Linked DNA regions of Mus musculus: regions 1, 3 and 4 are each linked to region 2. Evidence: chromatin contacts called from public HiChIP or PLAC-seq and promoter capture Hi-C data. All regions are on one chromosome and are shown on one strand. The core of a region is the stretch at or near the end of the contact, and the rest is flanking DNA. Distances in the headings are between cores, read along the strand shown. Region 1 has its middle 26 kb from the start of Cyp21a1. Region 2 holds the start of Col11a2 (collagen, type XI, alpha 2). Region 3 holds the start of Skiv2l (superkiller viralicidic activity 2-like (S. cerevisiae)). Region 4 overlaps Tnxb (tenascin XB).

What was found. Promoter capture Hi-C pulls out the DNA fragments that hold promoters and counts their contacts. HiChIP or PLAC-seq counts read pairs in DNA pulled down with a chosen protein or histone mark.
Region 1: a promoter capture Hi-C map of hippocampal neurons shows a contact between it and region 2, with 4 times the contacts expected there. The contact joins the enhancer-like site here to the promoter of Col11a2 in region 2. A contact is called at or near these places in 4 of 39 promoter capture datasets (hippocampal neurons, liver and pre-B cells).
Region 3: a contact with region 2 is called in an H3K27ac HiChIP or PLAC-seq map of embryonic stem cells, with 3 times the contacts expected there. The contact joins the promoter of Skiv2l here to the promoter of Col11a2 in region 2. A contact is called at or near these places in 10 of 39 promoter capture datasets (HPC-7-derived erythroid cells, embryonic stem cells, hippocampal neurons and 5 more), 6 of 484 Hi-C or Micro-C datasets (B cells, CD4 T cells, cortical neurons and 3 more), 23 of 115 datasets of contacts at active chromatin or transcription factors (astrocytes, bone marrow-derived dendritic cells, bone marrow-derived macrophages and 14 more) and 5 of 9 other capture datasets (adipose tissue, embryonic stem cells, liver and 2 more).
Region 4: a contact with region 2 is called in a promoter capture Hi-C map of hippocampal neurons, with 2.3 times the contacts expected there. The contact joins the enhancer-like site here to the promoter of Col11a2 in region 2. A contact is called at or near these places in 6 of 39 promoter capture datasets (embryonic stem cells, hippocampal neurons, liver and 2 more), 1 of 484 Hi-C or Micro-C datasets (liver) and 1 of 9 other capture datasets (adipose tissue).

Annotation. Positions count from the first base shown.
Region 1 is chr17:34,776,708-34,780,306 of GRCm38.p6, forward strand. It overlaps the pseudogene Tnxa. Among named protein-coding and RNA genes, the nearest start is that of Cyp21a1, 26 kb to the right of the region's middle. Within about 2 kb of position 1,979, at least 27 of the 459 cell types and tissues checked have an H3K27ac peak or open chromatin away from gene starts, as enhancers often do. A contact at or near this core is called in hippocampal neurons, where this site is marked.
Region 2 is chr17:34,037,492-34,041,469 of GRCm38.p6, forward strand. It overlaps Col11a2 (collagen, type XI, alpha 2), which reads left to right and starts at 1,647. Exons shown (of 65, transcript NM_001317722.1): 1 at 1,647-2,245. The coding sequence starts at 2,164. Rxrb (retinoid X receptor beta) reads left to right here. Exons shown (of 10, transcript NM_011306.4): 10 at 1-912. The coding sequence ends at 40.
Region 3 is chr17:34,848,824-34,852,828 of GRCm38.p6, forward strand. Skiv2l (superkiller viralicidic activity 2-like (S. cerevisiae)) reads right to left here and starts at 1,381. Exons shown (of 28, transcript NM_021337.2): 1 at 1,311-1,381; 2 at 1,073-1,176. The coding sequence starts at 1,332. Nelfe (negative elongation factor complex member E, Rdbp) reads left to right here and starts at 1,568. Exons shown (of 11, transcript NM_001045863.1): 1 at 1,568-1,765; 2 at 2,088-2,170; 3 at 3,521-3,590; 4 at 3,693-3,838. The coding sequence starts at 2,096.
Region 4 is chr17:34,698,683-34,702,215 of GRCm38.p6, forward strand. The region is part of intron 16 of Tnxb (tenascin XB); the gene reads left to right. Among named protein-coding and RNA genes, the nearest start is that of Gm24389, 13 kb to the left of the region's middle. Within about 2 kb of position 1,274, at least 59 of the 459 cell types and tissues checked have an H3K27ac peak or open chromatin away from gene starts, as enhancers often do. A contact at or near this core is called in hippocampal neurons, where this site is marked.

The DNA.
Region 1 (3,599 bases), core at 729-3,228, 740 kb after region 2:
ATCCACAGTGGTCAGCGTGTAGGTCGCGTGTCTGTTATTGGGGTGACAGGTGAGTGGACAATGGAAAACTCAGGTAAAACTCAAGAAGAGGTAACCTTAGCTCCTTGGTGACAGGAGTGGGGATGAGGGCCTTGGATGAGAGCCATGGTCAAGGCTGTGGCCCACTTCCTTTCCCCTAGAGCTAGCTCCTAGACAACAGGACCATGGAGTGTTTTATTGTGCTGGTAGCCTTCCAGGTCACCTGGTAGCTATGGTCTCTGCCTCCTGCCCAAGACTGGGGACACAGAACCCTGTTCACTTCTCTGTCTTCTTCTCAGCTGCAGAGAAGAGTCCCCCCAGCCTAACAGAGCCCAGCATAGAGGCCCCAGAGCCCACCAAGGAACCAAGCCTGGGAGAGCTGACAGTGACAGGATCGTCTCCCTGAGCCTCTCCTGGACCGTCCCCCAGGGAGACTTTGACTCCTTCACTGTCCTGTACAAGGAAAATGATGGGTGGCCCCAGCTGATGCATGTCAGGGGCCAGAAGAGGGAGGTCATCGTGAGAGACCTGGATCCTGGGCGCAAGTACAAGATGAACCTGTATGGGTTCCATGAGGGACATCTTGTGGGCCACGTGTCTACCATAGGTGTGACAGGTGAGTGTGAATTGGGGCTTTAGCATATCTCCTTCCTCAGGGATGTGTGGTCAGCTTCTCGGTTGTTTTCCCTATTTTACAAGGCTAAGATTGAATTCCCCTTCACAGCCTTGGCCTTTGTTCACCAGCTGCCTCTGCCTCACTCTGTTGTGAACACAGACACACATGCACACACAATCACACACACACACACACACACACGCACACCCATGACCACATTCACACATATGTACAAACATATGCACACTGACAAACATGCACACAAACCCACACATGTACGTACACACACACACTTACACTCTCTCTCTCTCTCTCTCTCTCACACACACACACACACACACACACACACACACACACACCACTTCAGTAACTTGATGGACCTGTGCTCTGTGGCATTGTTAGATGCTAATGGGAAGTAGGGTGGGCACTTGGCAGGGAAAGTAGCTCACTGGGGACATTTTCTTGGACCCGTCTCTTGGCCTGGACTCTCCTGGATTTCTTTTCTCTCCTTCCTGGCCTCCATGATGTGAGCCGCTCTGTTCCACCATACCCTCCTCCCCACCACAGTGGGCCTGCACTTCTGAAAGTGTGAGTCTGAAAGTAAAAAGCAAGAGGAAGGAGAGAAGAGGTACTATAGGCTGAGAGTCCTGTAAGGGTCCTAATCACAACCAGCCGGCAAGCATCACACTGTGGAGAACCGGAGGAAGGGAGCATAGCCCACAGCGCCCACGGCAGTGCTTTGTGAGACAGAATTCAGTGTTGTTCTGAGCACTGCTGGGCTGCCTTTTTCTGGTTTCGTCTGCTCTGCACTGTACAAATGTTCCAACGTGGCAAGCATTTCTCCTTCCCCTCCACGCATTCCTTTTTAATCACAGAAAAACAGAAAAATGCAGTGTCTCTTCCTTAGCACTCCATCTGTCTTCCTGTCACCCTGGCAATGCAATTCATATCTAATTCTCAAAAAATTAAATTTGCCAGTCCCTAAGCAGCTAGGGAACAAATCACAATGCACACTTGGGTCCCTGGGTCATTGTCACACAGCCTGCTTTCCTGGAGATGTCAAGAGCAGATCACTGTGTGGGGCAGGTCAGGCTGCTCAGCCACAGAGCCGGCAGCCTGTGGCTCTCTGTGCCTGTGACCGTCTAGGTAGAGGAGTCATATCTCACAGTCCCTGGCTTGACAGGTCTTGTTTCTGCCCTTGCTCTCAGCAGACTTCAGAAACAAGGGGCATGGGGAAGCTAGAGTTTGTGACTGGGGGTAAACTGTTAGTTCTTATTCTCAGCTCAGGGTCCTGTCTCTTGTCATTCCTCACAAGGCCATTCTCAACTCACAACAAGGGGAGTGGCTCATAAGGGACACATGTCCCTGCTTTCCCATATCCCCTCTCCCATTCCTTCGCTCATTTTCCCACCTCCCTCACTGTCCGTTCCCATTCCCCTCCCACTTACTGATATGATTCAATAGTCTCTTTTCAAGCCTGTATTTTCATAGTGTGAGGGACATGACAGGTTATGCAAAGCTTGAAAACCAGCAAGTGAGAAGCTCGGTCTAGTGTTTGAGCAGTAACCATCATTAGCAACTGTGAGTGCTTGAGTATCCCATGAGGCCCTGGACTCCATTCCTGGCACACACACTACCACCACCAAACCCACAGAAGCTGAGGTGTAAGCTGTAAGCGAGTTTCCTGCTCTGCACTCTCAGGCCACACACTAAGTCTGCAGCCTGAATGCTCCCACACAGCCTAAGTGATCCCATACAGCCTCAGTGCTCCCATACAGGCTCAGTGCTTCCATACAGCCTGAGTGCTCCCACTCATCCTGAATGCTCCACAAAGCCTGAATGCTCCCACGCAGCCTGAGTACTTCCATACAGCCTGAGTGCTCCCATGAGGCTGGCTGTGCTCTCATACAGCCTGAGTGCTTCCATGCAGCTGGCTGTGCTCTCATACATCCTCATTGCTCCCACACAACCCAAGTGCTCCCATGCACCTGGCTATGCTCCCATATAGCATCTGTGAGCCCATATAGCCTCAGTGCTCCCATGCAGCCTCAGTGCTCCCATACAGCCTCAGTGCTCCCATACAGCCAGAATGTTATCACACAGCCTGAGTAAACCCATACAGCCTGAATGCTCTCATACAGCCTGAGTGCTCCCTCACATCCTAAGTGCTCCCATACATCTTCAATGCTCCCATTCAGCTGGCTGTGCTCCCATTCAGCTGGCTGTGCTCCCAAGCAGTTGACTCTTACTTTCTGGGTGCCTGTTGGATGCTAGTCATTTACCTTGTGACCATACAGTCTTCACTAATCACCATTTTAATGGTCATTTGATGCTTTCTGATGAAAGGCCTGTAAGTAAACCAGTCATCATCCATTGTGGGTTATTTGGGTCCTGACACATTTTGCTGTCATGAAGAATCTTGTTATGAAGCCGGGCGTGGTGGCGCACGCCTTTAATCCCAGCACTCGGGAGGCAGAGGCAGGCAGATTTCTGAGTTCAAGGCCAGCCTGGTCTACAAAGTGAGTTCCAGGACAGCCAGGGCTACACAGAGAAACCCTGTCTCAAAAAACCAAAAAAAAAAAAAAAAAAAAAAAAAAGAATCTTGTTATGAATTCTTCCATGCTGTAACTTTCCCCTACTTTTAATAATTTTCTTAGGATAAATGCCCAGAACTGAGACTATTGGGTCAGAGGAAATGAGCAGTGCTTTGGCTCCTGACACACATGCTCCAGTTGCCTCCTGAGGATCTGGAAATGGGCAGTCTGACTATCAGATGGGGCAGCGAGGATAGCTCAGTCCTCTCCAGCCTCCAGTGACCAGATGGCCGCTTTGAGGCCACATGAGTCCCCAAGCCTTCTACTTTAGGTACTGGGTGTACTTTGGGGACCCAATTCTCTCGAGTCGTAGGACCCTGAGAAGGAGATTGCTGTGCAGAATCCCCAGAGAAGCCACTCCTGGAAGATCC
Region 2 (3,978 bases), core at 397-2,896:
CCTCATGGAGATGCTTGAGGCTCCCCACCAGCTAGCCTGAGCCCAGATGCACACCGAGTGTCACTGAGGAGGACTTGAGCCTGGGCAGGGGGCAGAGCCATGGGACAGGTGCAGAGCAGGAGGGGACTTGCCCAGCCTGCCAGGGATCTGGCAACACTTAGCAGGGTTCGTTTGGTCTCCAAGTCAGAGGGGACCCCAGATCCCTGTGAGGACTATATGTCTACCTTCAGTGGCCTTGAGTCTCTGAATTTGTCGGGGTCTCCCATGGTGCAGGTGATTCTTCATCCTGGCTCCCCAGCACAAAGCACTGCCCTGCTTCCTTCTCATTTGGCCTCACTCCCTTCTGAAGAGTGGAACAGAGCTCCCCCAGAAAGGGGTGTTGTGGGGCAGGCCCCCCAAGCTGATGATCATGGGAGCAGGGCTCTGACAGCCTTTATCCTCTCAGACTTGACAGATGGGGCAGAGGAGGGACCTGCCTCTGACTCCTGTCAGCCCCATTTCCACAGTCCCTCCTGCAGTCAGACTGAAGAATAAAGGGGTAGTGAAGGGGCTGCTGGAGGTGGAGGAACCCATTGCTCTTTTAATTTCCTGTGAGGAGAGACTGGGAGTTAGACTCAAAGAAGTACTGTACATCCCCAGGTTGACTTAAATGTCAGGGCTGGAGATGGCATGTGGGCAAGGAGGCCCCTCAGGTGGGCTGTCCCAAAGCTCCCTGGGCTCTGCCTCGGGTGGCCCTACAGCTCTTCCCTAGTCCTCAGCACAGCTAGGCTGGGAGCAAGTGGGGACATTGATGGGGGTGGCCAGCCTGCAGAGTTGGGTGCTGGGCTGCATGGTTTTTGCCCTGGACCTCTTTTGGGGGTTCCCTCCCATCTTTCACTTGCACATAAAGTTGCTTTCCAGTTAAAATAGCCATTTTCTGGACTGAGATAACTATATGGGCGGTGGGCACCAGGGCATCTACCTGTGGGGATATCCGGTGAGAAACCCTGACATGTTCCCTGGATGCTGCCACGGCCTGAGGTTCCCTGGGCCTACAGAGCCGGTGCAGGGTGGGGGACACAAGGCGTGCTTTGTCGGGAGGGGGAGAGGGTGTGCCAGGTTGGGGGCGGGGCTGCCCAGGGAGGAGGGAGAGCGGCTGCTTTTCAAAGGCGCCTTGTTTGCCGGTGCCCTTCCAGCGCCAGCGGGCGGCGGCGTCTTGGTCACTTCAGCTTTCACCCTGGCTTCGCCACAGGCTCCTGGCAGACCCGGCACTGTGCCCACGCTTAGGGGTGCGCTGCTCTCAGCGATACCCTCCTAGAACGGCCACGACCCTGAGTGACCCTCTTTTGCCAGACCTTTCCATCAGCATCGCCCCCCCCCACCCCGTACCCCTTTTCATTCTGCTTCACCTAGTCCAGTATTTTTATCTTTGGGGGCAATTAGCACGTCACCCATCTCAGCTTTCTCCGTTCCGCAGGGCGACCCTACGCCCCCCACCTTTGGGTCGCTATCTATAGCTGGGTCTATAAACACCCCGCCCAGGACTGCTCTGTAATTACATGTGGCAGGACGAGGGAGGTAATTATGGAGAGCTGATTACGAGTGGGCGTGGAACGGTCGCCCGTAGGCCCGCCCCTTCTGTCCCACTGTGCCCTGAGTCCCTCCCCGGACTCTTCATAGGGGCTCTGGGCCCCCAAGGGCAGCTGCCGTGGTGTGAAAGGACTATAGGATCATAAAAGTGAAGGGGCTGAAGAAGATATATTCTGTTCCCACAAATGCCATCTGAGGGGGCACGCGAGCTACCTAATCCCTCCAGGAGTAGGGGTGTACCATTCCAGGGCTAGCGAGTGAGGAAGGTTTCCAACCCTCACACTCTCCTGCCCAGGTGGAGATCGGGGTGGGGTTTCCCCTTGGTGGCTGTGGGCGGGCGTCAGGAGGCGGGAGCTGGACCTAGGGGCGGGGGCGAGCTGGGGTCTCTGAGCTGCCAGGGTGGCCAGGGGCACACAGTAGCGGCCACCGAAGAGCAAGCAGCACTGACAAGAAGAGGTGCCCCCACAACGGCACCTTGCTGCATGGAGCTGGGCCACTGAAAGCTGCTGACATCCCGGGGTCCTGGTTCCGAGGCTCAGCTGGCTTCTGTCTGCTGTCAGCACCAGGACTGCCTGGGATCTGGCATTCTGAGCCATGGAGCGGTGCAGCCGCTGCCACCGCCTCCTTCTGTTCCTACCTCTGGTGCTGGGTCTGAGCGCTGCCCCGGGATGGGCAGGTAAGAGGAGTCCTGCCTGGGTGTCAGTCAGTTGGAGGTTGTAGCATCTGCTTGGAAGGGACCTCTGATGCCTGGAGTAGGAGCATCTGAGCCTTAAGAAAGGGATTTTGGGCACCAGGATTTAGATGAAGGGCATGACACTTTTGGTTCCTTGGAGCCACTATAGGACTGTCTCCCTCTCTGAAATGACTGGCAGAGGGCAGGTGACGCCGGCCAACAGGAGCCACCGTCCAGAGGCTGAGTAGGCTGGATTCTTGGTTTGGATCCTTAGAAGAACTTGAGATGGCCAAAGCCAGTTTTGTCCAGGCTTTGCTGATGTCAGGGTAGTGAATACCAGGACTGATGGGTAGAGGAAATGGGGTGAACGTCTGTAGGTTGGAGCCTAGAAGGCTAGAGAAGAAAGCTACCTCCACTGTCCCGTCTTCTTTGGGTCCCCCAACCCCTCCCTGTGCCCTGGATGCTGCCACGCGGCTGGCTCTAGGGAGCCTGGGGGCTGGCTGCCAACAGGACGGCCGCTGGACAGGCCAGGATCAGGTGTCTGAGGCCAGAGCCAACTCTTTGCATTCCTGCCCCTCCCCTCTAGCCAGCAGGACTCCCGTGGGACCTTGGTGTCCACTGGCCCCATCTTTCCCCTTTTTACCTCCTAGAAGGGAAAGCCTCCTAGAAAAGAGGATTTGATAACTGGATCTAAGCAGAAAGGAACCAGTTCCTCTCTCCTGGAATACGTGTGTGTGTGTGTGTGTGTGTGTGTGTGTGTGTGTGTGTGTGTGTGTGTGTCTGTCTGTCTGTCTGTCTGTCTGTCTGTCTGTCTGATTTTTGTATAGATATCCATTATTCATGTTTTCTCTGCTCAAGAGAGAAAATTGGCAGGATGACCGTGTAAAGGATCTAGGTTAGACTAAAGAAAGAGCAGATGAATGAAGTACACAGTGTTTACAGAGTTGAGGCAGGGGGATGACCAAGATAACTGTCTCCATTTGGGAACTGAGTGGAGGTGGGGGGAGGGACTCCAGGGAGATGGTTAGCTAAGAACTCCTGAGGGTATAGGACAGGGCATTTGGGGGCTCAAGGGGATAGGTGGAGTGGCAGTGGGTCTGAGACAGTGGGGTTAGTATGTGGCTTGAGGTGGGTGGGCTGTGAGCATGGCGTGGAACTGTCCTCCATCAGGATTTGGCGGAGGGTGGGGACCTCTCAGGTCTCCTTTGCCCGGGGTCTCTGTGAGTCTCTGTGTCTCTGTCTCCCTCACCGTACTCTCTCAAAGCTGCCCTTGTGTGTCAGTGTTTGCAAAGCTGCTACACTTTGGGGCCAGGCTCCTCAGGGGCGGGGGGAAGGTCGCGGTTTCCTCAGCTCCTGGACTCAAAGGGCCTTTTCTCTCCTGCCTGCCCCACCTCATCCACCCCACCAGGCTCTGCTCTCCTGACTGCCCTGGCCTCTGCCCCGCCCCACACTTCTACCAACACTTTTGCAAGCACTCTCTGTGGGAGTTCTCTGCTGTGGAGATGGTGTGGGAAGTGTGGGAGCAAACTTTCTCGTTCCATCATCGAGTTTGGGCCCGGGAAGCTGAAACCTAAGGAGACCTGGCTGATGGCCTGAGACTTGAATCTTGGGATTCAGGTGGTGGGGGATGGCAGGGCAGGACTGAGGTTCCAGGTGTCCGGAGCTTGCCTGGGCTTTGGGCAAGAACTCTGATAGCATTTACAGATGTGTGGCTTGGGGCCCTGGACCTGCTCCTG
Region 3 (4,005 bases), core at 131-2,630, 810 kb after region 2:
AGAGGCTCTCATGAAACCCATGTTTGCATCCAACTTGATGTGTGTGTGTGTGTGTGTACACATATCCCTCCCCCTCTCAAGTGAGGGGGTGACAAGCATGAGCTACCAACACCTGACTATCATGCAGAGCCAGGGATCAAAACCAGGGCTTTGTGTATGCTGAGCAAGCGCTATACCAAGTGAGCTATGTGCTCAACTGAGAATTCGCATTTTAGAATTCTTATTATTTGTAGTAGTATGTGTTAGTATGTATAGGTCTGTGTGTAATGGGTGGACATGGGTACACGCATGCACACATGGCAGTCAGAAGACCACATTGTGGAGCTGGCTCTCTCGCTGCCTTTACGTGTGTCTCATCAGACTTGCATGGGCAAGCGCTTTAATAGGCTAAGCCAGTGATTCTCAACCTTCTCAAATGCTGCCACCTTTTAATGCACCGGTTCTCCTGTTGTGCTGACCACAACCGAAAAATAATTGTGTTGCTACTTATTAACTGTAATTCTGTTACTGTTATGAATCTTAATGTAAATGTCTGGTGTGCAGGATATCTGATATGTGATGTGACCCCTGTCAAAGGGTCATTCCACCCTCAAATGGGTAGTGAATCAAAGGTGGAGAATCTCTGGGCTAATAAGTCATTCTGCCAGTCTTAAATTTTCTGCTTCTTTTCTTTCTGTTTTGGGGATGAGATCTCACTACATAGCCCTGGCTGGCCTAGAACTTGGTATGTAGATCAAACTGGCCTCCAATTCAAGAGATCTGCCTGCCTCCACCTCCCAAGTGCTGGGAATAAGGGTGTGAGCCACGCCAGGCTTCAGTTTAAAAGAGCCAAGTGCTCTGAGCTATGCAGAGAGAAGGAACCTCCTAGGAGGAAAGATACAGGTGAAGGGGCAGCTCTGAGAGCTCGCGTCTCCAGCACTCCCCGCTCCGACCTACTGGAGTTCCAGTAGAGTGGGATCTGTCCAGCATGAGCCGGAGGCCAAGATGACAGTGTCAAGCTACATCCTCCTGTGAGCAGGGTGGAATTTCTTTTAGGCTCATAGGTCAAAGGTGAGGGTCAAAAGTCACTCACAGTGCTCTCTGGAGGCCCTGGCACGTTCAGCAGCTCCCAACGGCCAGTGCACCCCACTTCCAGAGCTCGAAGGGGTAAGTTCAGGGGATCTAGGGGAGGCAGAACTACAAGGGAAAGGTCACAGGTTAAAAGCCACAAGTCATTCCTGTCTACTAACTAGTCCTTTCCGCGGACCCCCCTCCCTCCCCTCCCCTCCTCTCCTCTCCTCTCCCGTCCACTCTCCTCCCCTCCCCCTCACCGAGTCGCTCCGTCTCCATCATCCTGGAGCCGCGGCAGCTCCCGAGCAGCCCGGAAACTCAGAGTAACCACGGAGCCGGCCCCGCCCCGAGAAGGGCGGAAGTTGAAATTACTTCCGACACGCCCCCTCCTCCACCACTCCCCGCCGGGAGCGTGGGCGAGAGCGGCGCCGAAGCCTGACTCGGAGCCGGGCAAGGCCGGGCGGAAGTCACTGCGACTCGCCGCCTTGGTTACCGCGTGTCCCGCCCCTTTACGTCATCGCCGCGAGCCAGCGCGCAGTAGCCCGCGCGGCGGCGCCGGAGACCGCGGGCCCGGGCGCCGCCCCCTCAGGTGAGGGCTTCGTCTCACATCTTTCGCGCCTTCCCCGCGCGGCCCCTGGTTCTTCTTCCTCCTCCTCTGGTTGCCCAGATAGCGCTACGCGGGCCCGGCCGCCTTCTCTGCCCATCGGACCCCGAGGTTGGCTGACCTAACCCCATTGGGCATGGGGGTCGGGAGCCATCGCCTTGGCGTCGCAGGGAGTGCTTTCCCTTCTCCGGGCTGAGGTACCCCAAGGCTCTAGTGTCTGGACCTTGGACATAGGCGGGAATGCCGGTTGATTACCATAAACAGGAGGCTGGACAAGCAGCCTCGGAGGAACGAGGGGTTAGGGAAAGGCCAGAGGCTGGAGTAGGCGGGCCTGGAGGTTGGGGTGCATACAGGATGGACGCAAGTTGGACGACGTGTGAATTTTGAATGGTGACAGTAGAGAATGATGTCTTGGGTTCTGCCCTTGAACCAGGAGCCAACATGTTGGTGATACCTCCGGGGCTGAGTGAAGAGGAAGAGGCACTGCAGAAGAAGTTCAACAAACTCAAGAAGAAGGTAGGAGTTAGTTAAGCGTGGTGGCCCGGCTTCTCCAGACTCTGGGGACACCTGGGCTGACTGTAAGGCCATGGGAGTCCTCCTGCCTCCTACCGGAAGGGGACCTCTCAGTGGAGCTTTGGCAGCATCGTCCAGTCTTATTTGAACCCTCCCTCTTCTCTGGTCATCCCCAATGGAATTATCATCGTCCCTGTGGCTTCAGTACCACCCAGAGCCTTGTGAACCATCAAATGCCCAAGTAAATGTGCTCCTCCTGTCTGCTCTACCTCCCTCCCTTCGCTTTTAGATAACCAACTGCATTTAATAGGCCTTAAAATCTCTCATCTCTGACACACCACTCCACCTCAGACAGGGTCTCACACTTAGCCCAGGCTGGATTGAAAATATGTGGCTTTGGGTAGCCTGGAATGGCTCTGCCTCACCTCTGGCTTCTGTACTATTTACACAGCAAAACATTTGTCAAGTCTGTCGATGGTTTCTAAGTTCCTCTTCCACTTTGTCCCCTACCACTACCCCTGGCAAGGATCTCAGTATGTGGCCGGGTTGGGTGGGTTGTTTTGTTTTGTTTTGTTTTGTTTTTTCAACTCCTGGGCTCCTGGTATCTTCCTCCCTAAGCTTCTCTCAGGAAGTGGAACTCTAGGTGCACAACACCGTCCTCAGCACTCTCCTTACTAGTGAAACCTCTGAGTAATTTCTCATTGACAGGGTCTGGCTTTGCTGTTTTGAAGGCACACCTGATCCATTGAAAACACTTCCGAGGTTTCACATCATGTATAGAATTGAAATATCAGCTCACCATACCTGTCAAAAGAGAGAATTATTTTCTCTTAAAACCTGCCTTCCAAAACCTCCTCTGCATTTTTGCAACCCCAATTTCTTTGTCTAAAGTATCTTTTCTGTCTGTGTTGGGTAATTCTGTGAGGTCTCAGTTTACTAGCTGCTTATGCATCAGAAAGTGTTGCTTATACTCAGCCCTGAGTGATTAGTGCCCTTGATTATTCTTGGCTGTCAGTCTAGCCATTGTTTCCTGGGTTCTGAATTCCTTAAGGGTGGGAACTATGTGTTTTGATTCTGCATGGCCTCATTAAATGTGCAGAAGATGGGAGATGGGTGGATAAAATCCCCAAGGATTCAGGTCTTATTTGCAGCTTATATGGTAGGGCTTAGGTGTTTTTGGTTTTCAGTTTCCAAAATGTGAGACTGGAAGGCCTTGGACACCATAGTTTGGTTAGGTTAAGTACTGTGGGCTTCGTGAGGATGTGGAAGCAGGATGAGCCACTCCAGGACCAGGATGCCACACACACTGGCCCTGGAACCAGACCCTGGTTGACAGACCTCTCTCCTTTCCAGAAAAAGGCATTGCTGGCTCTGAAGAAGCAGAGCAGCAGCGGCCCAGCGAGCCAGGGCGGTGTCAAACGCTGTAAGTGACAGAGACAGAGAGTCCAGGGGGCAGCAGCAGAGGGCTTCCCTCCACAGCCAGCATAATGAATGCCTCTCTCCTTCCCCCTCCCTCTCTCCCCAGCACTGTCAGAGCAGCCTGTGGTGGACACTGCCACAGCAACAGAACAGGCCAAACAACTGGTGAAGTCAGGAGCCATCAGTGCCATCAAGGCTGAAACTAAGAACTCAGGCTTCAAACGTTCTCGGACCCTGGAAGGGAAGTTAAAGGTGAGCACACAGGAAGATTGTCTGGAACGTCCTGGCATCAGCTGGAAGGGGGTGGGTGGGGGAAGTCATGCATGCTCACATATGAGCAACCTGTGCTGTTCTGAGTTTAGGGTGTTTCTTTCTTGTTCCTTGAGACAGGGTCTGACTGTACTCATGGAGTCAAGTGA
Region 4 (3,533 bases), core at 24-2,523, 660 kb after region 2:
ATTTATGAGTGCACTGTCACTGTCTTCAGACACACCAGAAGAGGGCATCAGATCCCATTACAGATGGTTGTGAGCCACCATGTGGTTGCTGGGAATTGAACTCAAGACCTCTGGAAGAGCAAGTCAGTGCTCTTAATGACTGAGCTGTCTCTCCAGCACCCCCTGCTCACTTCTCTGTCTCCTTCTCAGCTGCAGAGGAAGAGCCTCCTAGCCCCACAGAGCCCAGGACAGAGGCCCCAGAGCCCACAGAGGCCCCAGAGCCCACAGAGGAGCCACGCCTAGGAGAGCTGACAGTGACAGGATCGTCCCCAGACTCCCTGAGCCTCTCCTGGACCATTCCCAAGGGAGACTTTGACTCCTTCACTGTCCAGTACAAGGACAGTGATGGGAGGCCCCAGGTGATACGTGTCAGGGGCCAGGAGAGGGAGGTCATCGTGAGAGACCTGGATCCTGGGCGCAAGTACAAGATGAACCTGTATGGGCTCCATGAGGGGCGTCGTGTGGGCCCTGTGTCCACCATAGGTGTGACAGGTGAGTGTGAAGTGGGGCTATAGAGTATCTCCTTCCTCAGGGGTGTGTGGTCACCTTCTCGGTTGTTTTCCCTATCCCACAAGGCTAAGATTGAATTCCCCTTCACAGCCTTGGACTTTGTTCAACAGCTGCCTTTGCCTCACTCTGTTGTGAACACAGACACACATGCACACATAATCACACACATGTACACACATGCACATCCATGCCCATACTCACACATATGTACACACATATGCACAGTCACACATGTGCATGCAAACTCACACATGTACACACACACAGTCTCACACACACACAAACACACACTCTCACGCACACTCACACACCACTTCAGTACCTTGATGGCCCCATGCTCTGTGGCATTGTTAGGTGCTAATGGGAAGTAGGGTGGGCACTTGGTGGGGAAAGCACTCACTGGGGACATTTTCTTGGACCTGTTTCTTGGCCTGGACTCTCCTGGATTTCTTTTCTCTCCTCCTGGCCGCGGCTGTGATGTGTGCTGCTCTGTTCCACTGCACCCTCCTCCCCACCCTCCACCATACCCTCCTCCCCACTATAGTGGGCCTGCACCTCTGAAAGTGAGAGTCCAAAAGTAAAAAGCAAGAGGAGGGAGAGAAGAGGGACCACAGGCCGAGAGTCCTATAAGGGTGCTAATCACAACCAGCCGGCAAGCATCACATTGTGGAGAGCCAGAGGAAGGGAGTGCGGCCCACAGCGCCCACGGCAGTGCTTTGTGAAACAGAATGTGGTGTTGTTCTGAGCACTGCTGGGCTGCCTTTTTTTCTGGTTTCGTCTGTTCTGCACTGTGCAAATGTTCCAACATGGCAAGCATTTCTCCTTCCCCTCTACACATTCCTTTTATAATCACAGAAAAACAGAAAAATGCAGTGTCTCTTCCTTAGCACCCCATCTGTCTTCCTGTCACCCTGGCAACGCGGTTCATTTCTAATTCTCAGAAAATTAAATTTGCCAGTCCCTAAGCAGCGAGGGAACAAATCACAATGAGCACTTGGGCCCCTGGGTCATTGTCACACAGCCTGCTTTACCGGAGATGTCAAGAGCAGATCACTGTGTGGGGCAGGTCAGGCTGCTCAGCCACGGAGCAGGCAGCCTGTGGCTCTCTGTGCCTGTGACCGTCTAGGTAGAGGAGTCATATCTCACAGTCCCTGGCTTGACAGGTCTTGTTTCTGCCTTTGCTCTCAGCAGACTGCAGGCTTGTGGGGCATGGGGTAGCTAGAGTTTGCGACTGGGGGTAAACTGTTCCTTCTTACCCTTGGCTCAGGATCCTGTCTCTTTAAGTCTTGTCATTCCTCATAAGGCCATTCTCAACTCACGGCAAGAGGAGTGGTCCATAAGGGACACATATCTCCTGCTTTCCCATATCCCCTCCCCCAAGTCCTTCGCCCATTTTCCCACCTCCCTCACTGTCCGTTCCCATCTCCCTCCCACTTACTGATATGATTCAATAGTCTCTTTTCAAGCCTGTATTTTCATGGTGTGAGGGACATGACAGGATATGCAAAGCTTGAAAACCAGCGAGTGAGAGGCTCAATCTAGCGTTTGAGCAGTAACCACCATTAGCAACTGTGAGTGCTTATCTATCCCATGAGGCCTTGGGCACCATTCCTGGCACACACACTACCACCACCAAACCCACAGAAGCTGAGGTGTAAGCTGTAAGCAAGCTTCCTGCTCTGCACTCTCAGGCTGCACATTAAGTCTGCAGCCTGAATGCTCCCACACAGCCTAAGTGATCCCATACAGCCTGAGTGCTCCCATGCAGCTGGCTGTGCTCCCATGCAGCTGGCTGTGCTCCCAAGCAGTTGTCTCTTACTTTCTGGGTGCCAGTTGGATGCTAGTCATTTACCTTGTGACCACACAGTCTTCACTAATCACCATTTTAATGGTCATTTGATGCTTTTTGGTGAAAGGCCTGTAGGAAAACCAGTCATCATCCATTGTGGGTCATTTGGGTCCTGACACATTTTACTGTCGTGAAGAATCTTGTTATGAATTCTTCCATGGTGTAACTTTCCCCTACTTTTAATAATTTTCTTAGGATAAATGCCCAGAAGTGAGACTATTGGGTCAGAGGAAATGAGCAGTGCTTTGGCTCCTGACACACATGCTCCAGTTGCCTCCTGAGGATCTGGAAATGGGCAGTCTGACTATCAGATGGGGCGGCAAGAATAACTCAGTCCTCTCCAGCCTCCAGTGACCAGATGGCTGCTTTGAGGCCACCTGAGTCCCCAAGCCTTCTACTTTAGCTACTGGGTGTACTTTGGGGACCCAATTCTCTCGAGTCGTAGGACCCTGAGAAGGAGATCCCTGTGCAGAATCCCCAGAGAAGCCACTCCTGGAGGATCCAGTAATGGCAGGATCACTACTCCCCAGACTCCCCAGGACGGCCACTTTGACTCTACAAGGCTAGGGATGGGCGGCCTCAGAGGTACAACCTGGAGGCCAGGAGGACTGTGGGGAAACTGGAGCCCCAGTCACAAGTTCAGAATGTACCTGTATGGGTCCATTTGGGGCCTTGAACCCCGCTCTGTCCATCATGGGTACATCCAGCCTGGACTAAGAAGCTGTCACCTTGTCACCAGCTACCTGGAAGCATTTGTTCTTAGCAAGCACTTCCTTGTGCCTGGGTCACACCACAGAGCAGGTCAGATGTAACCAGTCCACCTAGAGTCTATCTGCATCCCTATCAAGCTACTCTGTCAGCCTCATTCTAGTGATAGTACTGAACATAATCAACTGAGAGAAGTTTTGCTTTCACCCAGGTTTTGATGGGCTGCCTTGCTCGTTCAGAACCTGTCATGGATTAGCAAACACCTCAAAGCAGACTGGAGAAAAAGAGGAATCTCAGTCTCCCCGTCCTTTTCAATGGCACATCCTAAGCAACCTGGGGAATGTCTACCAGGCCACACCTCTTAAGGGACCCTGCTTCTGCCCTGTCACCTTAGAGACCAGTCATTTAATGAGTAGCATCTGAGGGA